Regions from separate parts of the Muntiacus reevesi genome. Here region 1 is linked to region 2. A link is a contact called in public Hi-C data. All regions are on one chromosome and are shown on one strand. The core of a region is the stretch at or near the end of the contact, and the rest is flanking DNA. Distances in the headings are between cores, read along the strand shown. Region 1 holds the start of AAMDC (adipogenesis associated Mth938 domain containing). Region 2 holds the start of USP35 (ubiquitin specific peptidase 35).

Region 1 (2,987 bases), core at 266-2,765, 290 kb before region 2:
TCCCCCTCCGTCTGAGCCCCTCCTCCATCCTACATGCTAAACACCCCACCCTACCCTTCAAATGGGAGGGCGACTTCTTCCCCTAAGCCTTACTGCCAGAATGAAGGGGGAAGGGACTGGAAAAGTGGAAAGATGCTTTTCTATTATTTGGGGGGGGGGGGGGGGGAGGGGGGAGGCAGGAGGAGGAAAACTATGGGGGATGAGAAATTAACCCTCTGCCCACCAAAGCGGAGAAGCAAAAGCGACTTCACCACCCCCGCAAAGTGAGAATGTTAGAGGACCCCCTTCCCCTGAAGGAGCAGCAAACCTCCCGACTCATAGGAAGGAGTTTTGGGGGTTAAAGCGGCCCTGGAGGGGAAGGGAAAGGAGACCTGAGCCGACTCTCTCTCGGGGGAGTTCCCACTAGAGGGAGGGAGAGATGAAGTGTCCTCTGGCCCCCGCCCACCCAGGTGGAGGGAGAGAAAGGGGCGCCCAGAGAAGACGAGCCCAGCCTCCCCCGAGATAGTAGGGAGGATGGTGGGAGGAGGGGAGGGAGCGAGGGAGGGGTAGAGGAGAAAAGCGCAAAGCTGGCCGGAACCTGCGCTCCCCTTCCTCCGCCACCGAGAGGGAGAAGGGGTGAGGGACCCGGCCCACACCGCGGGGTAGCAGCCCCGGGTGCGGCCGACCAGCACAATGATCCCCCCCACCCCCCGCGCCCAGCCCAGACCCAGACCACGACGCCCCCACCTCTGCTGGGCGACGGGCGGAGTTGGCCCTACGGGGCCTCCGCCCCGCCTCCTCACTGCCCGAGACCCCCGGGGGCTGGGCGGAGGAGACGGGCCGCGCGGAACTGCGCCTCAGCGGGAGGACAGAGCCGCGGAGGCCCGGGGTGTCTGTGGGGAGCAGAGAGAAGGAGCAAGCCAGGGCCGCTTCCCGCCGGGCGTTCGGGCCCCCTCGCTTACCTTCTCCGTTGCCGACGTCCGGCGGCGGAGCTTGCAGCACCCGCTCGAGCTCCGGGAACGGCAACTCAGGCAGGTCAAGCAGCGGCCCGTAGCGCTCCAAGAAAGAGCAGACTACGGCGAAGTTGGGACACGAACCCGGGCAGCCCGGAGGAGCCATCGCCGCCGCCGCTGCCGCCGCCGCCGCCATTTTGAACTGGAGGATGGAGGAGGAGGAGGCGATGGGGGGGTGAGGGGAGTTGGGGTGCCGAGGAACAGCAGGGCAACCTTACAGACGACAGGAGGCGCTAGCAAGTGGGCGCCCCTGCGGATCCGGGCGTCTCAGGCACGGCGCCGCGATCCCACAATACAACGGCGGTCCAGAGCAGTCGAGAACCCAGTCAGACGGAGGAAAGAGAGGCGCTCCGTGCCTTTCACTTTCCTCCCTCTTCCCGCTCCTCCCACTTCGGGCTTGCCACTGCCTCGTGTGACAGGGGGAATGAAAACAAGGGCTGCGGGGCAGGGAGGCGGGGCTGGAAGCTCGGGAGGCGGGACTTTGGGGGGCAATGACCAATAGACTTGAAGGGGCGGAGCTTCGCTTGAAGACTGGCCGAAACATTCTTTTCCGGGCGGGGCGAGTCGGGGGGGGAGAGCGTCTAGCGGAGACCGCCTGAGCAAAGGTGAAAGGTAAAGCGCTGAGCGGTTTGAGATCGCCGCTCCTCGGAGGGTGTCGGGTAAGTTTGGGGGGCCACTCGTGGGACTGCAACTGGCCACCAGATGGTCGGGAAGCTGAGGAGAGCGAATAAAGAGGAGAAAAAGAGCAGAATAGAAAAAAAAAACACACACAAAAACGATTCTGAGGAAAAATTGGAGAGGGGAAAAGTAGAGACGTGCCCTGAGTTGGGAATTGGGATGGAAGCTTTGTAATGAAGGAGTCTCTGTGAAGTTTGCTGAGGTACAAGTACTGCACCTGCTTGAAAGCAGTGTCTGAGAACTGGGGGACAAGGGCCTGATGGAACGAGATTCTGCCGGGATCTCCAGTCTGAGGAGTTGGGGCCGTGGTAGGAAATCCGGGGTTTGAAGGGACCAGGCTCTTCTCAGGGAGCAACGTTTGAGAGGATTGGGCCCTCCTGAGTTTGCCAGGGTGAAGGGCGAGGGGCCCTGTTAAGGACTGAGATCTTAGGGAGCAATATCTGTAGCGGAACCAAGATCGAGGGTGGACTAGGACTGCACTGCACCTGGTAGGAAATTTGTTGCAAGGGCAAAAAGTTTGTTAGAAGACAGAGTTCTGCTTCGTTGGGAGAAGGAGTGAGCTTCTTTGTGGGAGAGGTTCCCACAAAGAAGCTCAGAAAAACCATAAGTAATGCAAAGCAGAATGCAGCTTGGGATATAATGTGCATTATGGTTGAGAGTCTGGACTTGGAGTACAGCAAGACTTGTCCTAACAGAACCACTTCACGACATGGGGGAAGATTTTTTCATTTCTTTGAACCTCTGAAGTTGGGGGGGGGGGGCGGTGACGGTAGTACCTACATCATAAGATTTTACTGTATAATTCACAATAAATTGATTAGCACAATGCCCTGGCACATTGTGAGTGAAAGTCGCTCAGTCGTGTCTGACTCTTTGCGACCCCATGAACTGTCCAGGGAATTCTCCAGGCCAGAATACTGGAGTGGGTAGCCATTTCCTTCTCCAGTGGATCTTCCAACCTAGGCATCCAACCGGGGTCTCCTGCATTGCAGACAGGTTCTTTACCAGGGAAGCCCCTGTCACATTGTAAATACTTAAAAAATATTGCTTGCTACTATTGAAGAAAATTCCTAAAATTTAGATTGAATTCAGTTGTTTGTAATTGATAGTTTACTACTTTGAGCCAAAAATTGCAGTGTGCATTTAAAATTTATATATTATCTACTTAATAAAAGAATTTCAAAGTATAATATAAATCATAGGACAATTTATAATTAAAAGGAAAATAAAGAAATATATGGCATCATCAACTCAATGGACATGAATTTGAGCACATTCCGGGAGATAGTGAAGGACAGGGAGGCCTGGTGTGCTGTA
Region 2 (2,992 bases), core at 329-2,828:
TCCACACCCAACAGCTGTATCTTTAGCTCTGCTTTGCCCAGTTCCTATCTCTAAAAGGCCCAAATGCTGTTTGCTCCATTTTGTGCTCACCAAACAGAGAAGGTGCTTCCCGATTCAGATGACACACATGGATCCTTGAAGCAGTCAACCAACAGGGCTGGAGAAGGGAAGTCACCTGACCTGGCTTGCACAGCAAAGTATCTCATCTGGTGTAGATTCCCAACAATCATCATCCTCTACCCTCTTCCAGAATCGTCCTTCATCCTTTTGGCTCACCCTTAGGCTTCACCTTCTGGTTTTCCTCAGGCCCAACCACTCTTCCACGGTCTTCCTGCTCCTCACAAGAAAGATAATTTATGAACCAACGGCTTTCAAACCTACCTCCTCATTTCATCCTAACAATAAGCCTCGGAGGTTGGCAGTGAGGAAGCTGGTCCTGTCACACAACCTGTGAAGGACCGGGACACTTATCATCTATTCCCTGCCATTCGCTACAGATTAAATCTCTACTTCCCTGCAGTGCATGGAAAAAAACAGTGCCTTGAGAGTAAGGAGTGCTGGGTGGTTTGGGGCAAGTCATTTTACTTCTCTGAGCCTCAAGTTCCTCAATTGTAAACAGATATGGTGACGTCTTCACAGGGTGTGAGTTGAATGAACTCATATGTATGACGCCGAGTTCAAAGAATGGGCTCTTTATTTTCTAGTCACAAGGAAAAGATGATCCGTGCATCCACAGACATTTGCCCATTTGGGCACCTTCTTACTCAAGTCACATCAGCGCTGCTGACACTGGGCTTTTACAGGGCCGAGAGGGATCCTTTTCATCTTTCTGTCTCCACCCCTCCCTCCCCAACGCTTTTCGGCTCATTCCACCCAGTCCAACTCAGGCTTGCTTCCTTGGCCTCTGCACCCACTCCCCAGCCCCTTCTCCGATCTCACGCGCGTTCCACTTCTTATCTAGAGACCCCGCCCCTTCTTGACCCACCCACAGGACTCCTCCCACAGTCTCGGCCCTTATTATCCGGGCTTTTCAGGCTATCGCCATCCATCCAGGCTTCTTTCACGAGCTCCGCCCCTTCTTCCCCATAAACATCCCCTCCCCCGCGGCCACTGGCGTTGCTATTCCCATTGCACGGATGAGAATGGCGAGGCTAGGATAGGCTAGATGACGTCTCACGGTAGGACAGGTGCCCAGATGGATCCGTGACCCCTCGCCGGCAGTCCCTGCACCCCACGCCCCAGTCCGTGCCGCACCCACCTCCGGCCCTCGCTCAGCAACCTCCCCTCCGCGGGCGGCCAGCGCAGCTTTGCGAAGGGGGCGGAGGGCCGGAGCCCAGTCCAGGGGCGTGGCGGCCCGGGATCCGCGCGCTGCTTTTTGGGACTTGTAGTCCTCCAATAGGCTCTTTGTAGCTCCGCGCGCTGGGCATCGAACTCCATCTCCCGGGAGGCATTGCAGTTAGCCGGCCCGCTCCCGCCCCGCCTCCACCAGCGCTCCGGCCGGCTCGCCTTAAAGGGGACGCAGCTTGAGTGGTGGTTCGCGGGGTAGCCCCCGCTCGGCTCCGCCCCTTTCCCCGCACCTCGCCCCTCCCCCCACTTCGCCCCGCAGCCCTGTGGCTACGCCGCTGAGTCGAGCTCCCCAGTTACAGACTTGTGCAGGGCCGGGTGGAGAGGTTGGGCTTTGCAGTGGAAGCAGCATCCCTGCCGTCTGGGACTTGGCGGAGGGCGTCCCCACTCCAGGGGAAGCCAAGGACCCGCCCTGACCTCTCCTGGCCCAGCCTGGCTCCTTCCCGGCCAGAGCTCCCCTCCTTAGGAGCTGACTCCTGAGGCCGGGGCCACCAGGCTTCCGAAGGTAAGAGGGCTGGGGTGTGTGTGCAGGTTGGGGGAGGGAGTGTCTGAACCATCCTTCTGATGGTTCGAGAGCCCGGACACGCGCGTAGAGCTCTGAGAGAATTCGGGGCTGGGAGGCGGGAGGTCTGGGTGTATAGTGGGCCTGGCTGTGTGACCTTGGGCGAGTAGCTGCCCCTCTCTGGGCCTCAATCTCCTCCTTCATCAATTGTGTATATAGAGACCCCGCCCCTGCCCCCGCCCCCCTCAGGGTTGAGGGTACCGGCGCCCAGTATATCATGAAGCTCATCGGCCTTCCGTGGGATCCGCAGCCCCACTCTGGGCTGGGAGCAGGTGCAGTGGTATAACTGGAAGGGGTGGGGTGGGACCGAGGTGGGTTACAAACTGGGAGCGCCCAAGAGGCCACCTGCGCTTGGAATGGGCTCTGCTATTCTCTGCATTCTCCCCCAGGGCGTACTCCAGCTACAAGAAGCCTTGCGGACAGGAGACCCCGGATATGTCAGCCTGGTGCCCGCTCTTCCAGAAAGCCTGGGGTGGGGGTGGGGGCGCGGCCATCAGAAGTGTGTGAGAGGTGGCCCCCATTGCTTATGTGTTTCTGAGAAGGGAATATATCCCACCTCCTTCCCTTCTCTTCCTCAGTTCCTCTTCGGTAAAACCGTAGTTGGTTTTTACTGATAACCTCTCCCCACCTCCTTTTTTTTTTTTTCCTTTTTTCTTTCGGGGCGACAGTTTGGTGGCCCAAATGAAGGTCTCCTTGTAGTGTGGCAAGGGGATCCTTCCCAGGGCTGCCTTGCATAGGAGTTCAGTTAAAAAATACAGAGAGGAATGCTGCTGTCCAGAGGCCTGAGGGGCCAGGGATGGAGAGCTTCTGGGTGTCAGGAAGGACAGCCTGGTGCTCCGCTTTCCCCTCCCACAAGCAGCTCCAGCACCCAGGGGAGCCAAAGGAGGGAGACTGGGTGTGAGGGTCAAAGAGGAAAGGAAATGGGCTCCTCAGTGCTGGGGCGCTGGGGGGAGGGGGGGTTTGGTTGCTGTGCTCCGGCATCTGAAGAGATTGAGTGAGTCCTTGAAGCACCCTTCCCTGTCCCAGGAGATTCCATGAGCTTTCTACCTGAGAGTGAACCAGGAACAGTCTTCTTTGTTTGTTTTC

Evidence for each region. Hi-C and Micro-C count contacts between places; a contact is called where the count stands out from the background.
Region 1: a contact with region 2 is called in a Hi-C map of blood, with 5 times the contacts expected there. The contact joins the promoter of AAMDC here to the promoter of USP35 in region 2. A contact is called at or near these places in 2 of 3 Hi-C or Micro-C datasets (blood and muscle).

What each region holds. Positions count from the first base shown.
Region 1 is chr5:17,707,348-17,710,334 of mMunRee1.1, reverse strand. It overlaps AAMDC (adipogenesis associated Mth938 domain containing), which reads left to right and starts at 1,515. Exons shown (of 4, transcript XM_065937195.1): 1 at 1,515-1,651. It overlaps RSF1 (remodeling and spacing factor 1), which reads right to left and starts at 1,334. Exons shown (of 16, transcript XM_065937197.1): 1 at 942-1,334. The coding sequence starts at 1,128.
Region 2 is chr5:17,421,337-17,424,328 of mMunRee1.1, reverse strand. USP35 (ubiquitin specific peptidase 35) reads left to right here and starts at 1,578. Exons shown (of 11, transcript XM_065937009.1): 1 at 1,578-1,849. KCTD21 (potassium channel tetramerization domain containing 21) reads right to left here and starts at 1,304. Exons shown (of 2, transcript XM_065936402.1): 1 at 1,259-1,304.